Regions from separate parts of the Rattus norvegicus genome. Here region 2 is linked to region 1. A link is a contact called in public Hi-C data. All regions are on one chromosome and are shown on one strand. Each heading gives the region's core, a stretch centred on a gene start, on an enhancer-like site or on the middle of the called end of the contact. The rest is flanking DNA. Distances are from core to core; before and after follow the strand shown.

Region 1 (3,934 bases), core at 1,046-3,545:
CGGCATCAGGGGTTGGACAAACACACACCTTAAAATTCATTCAAGCATTTCACATGTGGTTCGGGGTGCCAAGGTAGAATCAACCCTGCCTCTCTCTCTTCAGAACTCTCTGATCTTCAGCAAGTTACTTGGATGTCTTCTGGCCTCTCTCGACTGTCAAGTGGGCATCACAGTGGCCCCTGGGGTTCAGGACACCCTGAGATACCCAAAGGCCAGTCCTGAGGGGCACAGTGAGTGCACTGAGGACTAATCCAAGAAATCGGGCATTCTCCAGTTACAAGCCTGGAAGAACTAGGTGTCTCCTGACCTGAGTAGCAAACTGGCTGGGAGTGGGACAGTACTTGTTTCCCAGAAAGACATTCACAGCTTGCCAGCTCACTTTAGGAAACTGAATGAAGCTCAGACAGTGATGGATCAATGGTGGGCGTTACCATGCTCTGACCAGAACTGCTTAGGTGTACATGTCTCTAGCCCTCTGTTTAAATTTCAATTTCACTTTAGGATGGACTCAAAGTGGTCACTGGATCTCTTTCTTCCTCTTCCCCACATGACCACAACGAACAAATCTTTCTGCTTCTCTCTATTGACCTGGCTGTTTAATTTGGCTTCTGGAGGACAGGAGGCTGAACTTGGCTTCTTGAAGTAGAGACTGTTACCCCCAGCTTTCGGTAGCATTCCCTTCTTTCGAGTCCCACAAGATGAGCTCAACCCAGCCCCAGAGCTGATGTCATCTGAGTCTTCTCAGGAGGGACTTCCAGGGGAGGCCTATGAGAATTCACTCTGCACTTCTGTTTCCAAACAGCTCTCTGCTCTGGTCTCTGGGTGTCAATCTCAGTTCTCCCTTTGATTCCCACCCAAACCAACACAGAAATCAAGTGAAAGAATAAAAACTCCCTTATGTGTGTAGTCAGTCCTCTGAAAATGAAGGGCCTGTCTCAGGGGCCTACACTCCAGCATACACAAGGACATTGCCACCTTTAAAGTCATGTTAACCACTTTGCCCCGTTGGTCTCATGTTAGTGTGTCAACTCTGAAGGGACCCACTGTTCACCTCTTTCCCCTCCGTCCTCACTGTACTCACTGTTTTTTTTTTTTTTTCATTGTTTGTTTATGTGTATGTTTGAATGTATGAGTGTCTGGCCCACATATACGTCTAGTGTGTGTGGCCACTAGAGGGTGCCAGAGCTCCTGGATCTGGAGTTATGAAGAGCTGTGGATTACCACAAGGCTGCTGGGAATTTAACCTGGGTCTTCTCTAAGAGTTTTAAGATTTATTTATTATATATGAGTACATTGTAGCTGTTTTGAAGAGGGCATCAGATGTCAGCACAGATGGCTGTGAGTCACCATGTGGGTGCTGGGACTTGAACTCAGGACCCGTGGAAGAGCAGTCAGTGCCCTTAACCATTGAGCCATCTCTCCAGGCCCCTCTTCTCTGTCTCCCTCTGAGACCTTCTTGCCATCCTGTCTGGCTCAGATCACCATATAGATTCTTCCACTTTCAACCAACTACTCTGTTTCCCTTTCTTTTCTCTATAGCTTTCGTTGTTACAGAAATAATCCATTAGTTAATTTGTCAGTTGTCACCTGCCTCCCTCTGTCCCATCTCTTGGAGTACGGCTCTTGCCAGTCTGCATACCCAGGATACCCAGACATGTGCCAGCAGGACACAGTCACCCTGTCATAAGGCCAGGGCTGTGCGTGAACAGCATGTTTTGTTCCTCTAAGCTAAACCTCTGGGCAGTGGGACAGGATGTCTAATCTTTTAGGTTTTTTGACAATGTCAGCCTCCACTGTGACCCTTCCCTTCATACAATAATGTGAGCTATCTGTGCAGCCTTGGGCTGGTGGCACTTTGGGGTGTGAAGACTCAAGAATATGGTATAGTGTGGTATGCCAAGTGGTACAGAAAAGTGGATGCATTAAGAGGATGTAGATCTAGAGGGACCTGAAGCACAGGCTTCCCCAACACCTCCCTGGCAAAGCCCAGGATATCTTAGAGAACTCCGAGAAGTCCGTGACATTGACAAGATGATGTTTCTTCAAGAGGATGCTCAGGGGAAAGATCACAGTGAGAAAATCATAGGAGAAGTGGACTGGAAAGAGAGGTATCTTGTACTCGGAGCTACGGGGTATGAGGCAAATGAGGAAAGCCAGGAAGTGGGAGGAGCGGAGTTTTTCCGAATTATGTCACTAGGTGGCGCCAGAAGATAGAAACTGGAAGGCTATACACTCACGCGAGCAGGCAGATTCTCGGAGTCACTTCCCCGGAAATGACTCAGCAGGCGTGACTTCAGCAGGTGGGGGCTCTTCCGCTTGCGACCCAGGCAGCACGTCATCACCTCATCGCCTCATTTCAGCAGGCGCTGGGCGCCGATGAGGTGGTCTTCGAGTTTCGTTCACGTATTACCCGCTCTTCACTCAACATCAGTCGGGGTTCTTTTGTATCTGAGCAGTGTAGTGGGAGCACCTGACTGATTCCTGCACGGAACAACGTGAAGTAAATGAATGACACAGTAGAAAACACTCTGACCCAGCCCAGCACAGCTCACAGTTCTAGCGCATTCTCTCTCCCCCCCCTGAAACCAGGCATCACTAATCAATTTAACCCTGTGCCTGACATTTATGACACACTGCCCTATAGTCTGAGTAGCCTGTTTAAAAGCACATATCTTATCTCCCCAACTGTGGAATGCAGCACATGCTGGTCATATCTTATTAATCACTTTTATCTCATGAACATCCCTCCCTGACATTTAGCATAGTATCTGGACCACTGGCCTCTTTGGTCAAGATCTGATGATGTGATGGTAAGGGAGGAAGGGAGGAGGAGATCCATAGGCCATCTCCAGTGAGGCTGTTACCCTGCCTAGCAGGTCCTGCACATCATAGATATTAAGATGACAAAGGTCATTGAGGCAGAAAGGTGCCTGGGCTGGATGTGAGGGTACCCAGCAGTTTTATTTCAAGACGCTGCGTATCTTAGGCAGAAAGTGGTACAGAGAAGCCTAATGGCGAGGACTTTACCACCCCCACTGCTAACAGAGCAGTTTGGGCCATGCTGGACAAGGACCCTGTTGACATCTCCTACTGGGCTGCAGTCTGGTAATAGAGGAAAGCAAGGCATAAACGTCAGTAAGGAGGCATCCAAAACACTTCTCTGTCTATGGGGCGCTGAGTCCGCACCTCGGTCTACACAGCAGTCATTGTGCTTTATAAAAGGGCACCAGGATATGTTTGATAGAACTGGGTATGTGCAGTGGGAGGGGGCCTCAGCAGGCCCATGCTGAGACATCCGTTCCCTTGAGGTACCAGCCATACGACAACGATGGGTGACAGGTATAGTGTAGAGTTTATGGCATGGGAAAGGGATTGGGAAGGGAGACAGAAAGACAGAGGCAGGAGGGGAGAGACGACAGCCAGGAACATGTGGAGAGAGAGGGGGAAGAGGAGAGAGGGAGAAAGGGTCAGGGAGAGGAGAGAGTCAGAGAGAGAGAAGGGGCAGAGAGAGCAAAGAGGGGTTCATAGCAAGCCAGGCCTACCTGGCTGTTGCCAGTAATGCTGGGCGGAGCCTAGAAGGAATGCTAAGAGCAGCCATGCCACTGTACCCCATTGTCTACTCCCCAGTTCGAGGTGAGGGTGGTGTGAAGCCATGTGCACGCTGCTGACTGACCAGGGCCAGAGCTGGAAGGAGGAGGTGGTTACCAAAGATACTCAGATGCAAGGCTTGCACATGCCCACTTGTCTGTAGGGGCAGCTTCCCAGGTCTGAGGATGGAAACCTCACCCTTTACTAATCTGATGCCATCTTGAGGCACCTGGGCCTATCTTTGGGGCTTTACGGGGAAGACCAGAAGGAGGCCACCCTGGTGGGTATGGTGAATGATGGGGTGGAGGACCTTTGCTGCAAATATGTCACCCTCGTCTCCACCAAG
Region 2 (3,934 bases), core at 779-3,278, 440 kb after region 1:
CAGATTAAAATCTAGACTCTTGGTAAAATGCCGCTATATCTCTGGATATGGAGGTTCAGTACCTGCAGTCCTAGCTCAGGGGAGGAAGGAAGCTCACCATCAGTTTGAGGAGCTGAAGGCAGGCAGATCCCCAGGCTCCAGGACAAGCCAGCCTGGGCTAATGGTGAAGCACAGGACCCAGTGAGAAAGGCCATCTCAAAAAGAAACAAAACAATGTGAACAGCTTCTGAGAAAAAAATACCAAAATATTGGCCTCTGACCCACCCACACACTCACATACTCCCACGCAAACACATGCGCATACACACAGATATACAGATGTGTACACAGAGATACTCAAATGTGCACACAAAAAAAAACAAACGATCTTCAAAGGAAAGACATACTTCTGCTCTGGGTAAACACAAATGTATTCTCAAGTCCACACATGCACTTAACATCTATCCACACATACATGTATACACATGCACACACAGACACAGACACACACACACACACACACACACACACACACAGAGAGAGAGAGAGAGAGAGAGAGAGAATGAGCACAGAAAACTGTACTCCGATTTTCGAATAATTGTGCACTCCTTGCCTCAGGGTGACTCAGAGTCACAGCCCAGAAGAGGCAAGGTTGTATGATCCCAAATTTGCAAAAGAACTAAGCTCCCCGACTCCGGGAGTGGGGGGAGGGATGCTCAGGCCACATGGGTTACACACCTGGGAAGGACAGCAAAGCATCAAAACCATTGCACTGCCCTAGAGTCATGGTATGAACTCAGCAGTCCCCAGATACCCTAGCTTAAAAGGGCTCAGAGTGGCTCTGCACCTGTCCCCAACAGGAATTGTGCACAAGATTAGACACAGCATCACTCCCCCACCCCACCCCAAGAAGGGAGGAGGAACGGTGCCAAGATACCTGTGCACATTGTAAGGGTGTGTGAGCCTTCTCTCAATATTTCCCTGCAGACAACCTGAGGCCACAAAGAGGACTTTCTTTTTTCCTGTTACAAGTCCTCGGGTCCTTCTGCTCTCCCACCGGCCATGGAGAATGTCCCTCGGTGACATCCATCTCTCCCGCACATGTGTGCATCCGCACAGTCATGTGCAGGAGAGCCTGTGTGCAAGATCTCACGACGGCAGAGATAACTAATTACCAGCTCCCTCTGGCCTCAGGGCCCCCATCTGTTCCAGGAACTGTTTCCCCCCTTCCTTGGACTTGCGCCCTGATCTCAGAGGGGCCCTAGTGCTCTCCTCTCCCCCACTCCCTGCGGCTGGCCAAAAAATAAAATAAAATGAAAATCAGCCCCATCCGGCCGATGCCAGGGAAGAGGCTGACAGGAGGTCTACAAACTAGCGCTTTATCAAAAGCGCCTTCTCAAATTCATTTCAATATCTGAGCCTCTGGTTTCCAAGGCAACATAATCTTTTCATCAAAGCAACTGGTAAAACCACTGGGATCTGATATTGTTTTGTTGGCAACTTGTCAAAACTGTCATTTGGTTTAAAAAAATGTTATAGATTTATGTAACCTACAAATATATATGGTGGACCATACCACTAATAATCACTAATGAAGTACTGCCCAGTAAAGCTCTCCCTGCTGCCTCTCTACCCCTTCCTGAGAAGGAAAGAGTGTAATTAGGTGGCAGGGAAGGGAGGTGACTAAGCAGGGGACAGGCTGGAGGGCTGGCTACAGCTCTAACAAGGCAAAGGCAGTCATTTGGTTTCTCCACAGAACCTCTCTCTTTGCATGTGGTCTTCCTGGGACCCCGAGTCCCTCGTTCTCCTTTCTCTGACTGCCTCTCACCATTTGCTCAGAATACCCATACGTGTTGGCCTGTAGCCACAGCCCCTAGAGCCTATATCACCGAGATGGGTACCAAGGTTGGCCAACCAATACTGCAGGACTGGCTCCATCAGCTCCTGAGGCCGAGCCCAGCACAGAGCTGTACGCTGTTCTCAGGCTGAGAAAGAACGTGCTGGACCGATCCTGCCCAAGGCACCGAAGACAATGGCAGGCGAGGGGCCAAGGCTTCTGTTTCATGGCATGACTTTGTCTCTGCCCACAGGCTCCCAGCGAGTACGAGACCAGTCCTGAACAGCTCTTCTACAGGATCGCCCATCTGAACCGGGGCCAGCAGTACTTGCTATGGGTGGCTGCGGTCACCTCTGCAGGCCGGGGGAACAGCAGCGAGAAGGTCACCATCGAGCCTGCTGGCAAGGGTGAGAAGCCTGTGCCTGGGGTCTGATAGCAGTGTCCAGAAGCTCATTTGCAGAATTCTGGCTCGTCCCAAATAGGTGCTGTGTCCTCCCTGATACCTATGAGTTTGGCCGCGAGGAGTTGGCCACTAGTCTCCCTTCTGCATCCAAAGAATAAGCCTCTGCTGCCCCCTGACTCTGGGAGAGTCACACAACAGGCTACGATCAGCCTCACTGGCTGTGCTGTTAACTCTCCTCTGACTTGAGAGTCCCCTTCAGCCCCCATCCACAGCAGAGCCTTGATCTTAGCACTCAACTCCTGAAAGAGGGGCACCTCAGGATATGGGGTACACTGATGCTTCCATGGGGCCTTTGGGACTCCAGAGAGAGCCTCGTGCTGCAACCAGAAAGGGCAGGCAGAAGGTTCTCTCTGGCAATGCTCCTATCCACCAGCAAGCTCAGGATCAAGACCTTCTCGGGACGGGCCTCACCCATCCCTGGTCTAGTCATGAGGGATTCCCCATAGGTACTCCCAATCTTTTAAGAGAATGATAGCTCTGAGGCCCTTAGCCATACCCAGGATCAGCCACAGAATGGAACAATGGCCTATTGTCTATCTTGGCCAACAGTGAACTTCAAATCTTCCAGTGTCTCTAGCCTCTAGGCCCTTCCTCCTGCCCCTTCCCCTCTCTGGCCAATCCCGAGCTCACCTGACTCTCCCAGGCCTGGCTTGCCTTGGGAAGAGAGAAGCCACCCTGTTGGCCACAGGGACAGAGCCAGCAAGCATCCACTAGAGGGTCCATGGTAAGCAGGGGCTCACACTTGCAGTCTTCCATCCAGCTGCATGGCCTGGCCATCCTAGACAGTTGAGATGTGCTGTGTTGACCCCTGTAGCTCTGACTCAGAGCTCCTTGCACATCACTGTCTCTGTATCCTCACCTCCCTTCTTCCTTCTCGGGATACCACCTACCCTTTCTCCAGATCTCACATCCTTCAGAAGCAAAGGAGCCTAGAGCCTGCCCGCTTCCCAGGACAAGGTCCTAGAACCTGAGAGCTCTTGGCAGAAAGTCTGTGCTCTGCCCCTGTGGGCATTAAATACAATCTACTCCTACACAAACAGAGCTATCCTGTGAGGTAGAACACTTGAACTACTGCACCTCTGCCGTGCTTACACAAATTCACACAAATTCATACTTACACACATGTACACACAGCCTCTCCTACCCAACTTGCCCTTCTCCTTGTGCGCCTTGCCCCTACTAGAACACCATCACTCCTAGACGGCATGAAATCCTGGGAGACCTCATCACCCACTATCTTCTTCAAAACCAGCAGAACTCACGTCCCCCCAGTCCTTGTCCCCATTTTGTCACAGGACCACCTCCACCAAAGCAGCCAGTTTACCCAAAAGTCTCCCCTGACTTGCACTGTAAATGCTGGGAGCCCTGTGAATGGGGCTAGGGGGAAGGTAAAGGGTAAAAGGCAGTCTGGCCCTCATGTTCTCCTCTCTATAGCCCCAGCAAAGATCATCTCCTTTGGAGGCACTGTAACGACACCCTGGTTGAAAGATGTCCGACTGCCTTGCAACTCCGTGGGAGACCCAGCCCCGGCTGTGAAGTGGACCAAGGACAGGTATGTGGAAGGCCTGGAGGAGTGGTATGGATCCTGGGAGAGAAGTAGCTGCTTGGCCCTCACTCTGCCCTGTGGTGGTCCTATAGGGCATAGGACACTGCTT

The links. A called contact is a pair of places that touch in the nucleus more often than the background predicts.
Region 2: a contact with region 1 is called in a Hi-C map of the A7r5 cell line, with 2.7 times the contacts expected there. The contact joins two enhancer-like sites. A contact is called at or near these places in 3 of 12 Hi-C or Micro-C datasets (the A7r5 cell line, frontal cortex and mammary epithelial cells).

The regions. Positions count from the first base shown.
Region 1 is chr8:54,502,971-54,506,904 of GRCr8, forward strand. It overlaps the pseudogene Gstp1-ps4. Among named protein-coding and RNA genes, the nearest start is that of Tmprss13, 18 kb to the right of the region's middle. Within about 2 kb of position 2,296, at least 80 of the 93 cell types and tissues checked have an H3K27ac peak or open chromatin away from gene starts, as enhancers often do.
Region 2 is chr8:54,939,718-54,943,651 of GRCr8, forward strand. It overlaps Dscaml1 (DS cell adhesion molecule-like 1), which reads left to right. Exons shown (of 33, transcript NM_001108141.1): 21 at 2,070-2,223; 22 at 3,714-3,831. Among named protein-coding and RNA genes, the nearest start is that of Cep164, 90 kb to the right of the region's middle. Within about 2 kb of position 2,029, at least 34 of the 93 cell types and tissues checked have an H3K27ac peak or open chromatin away from gene starts, as enhancers often do.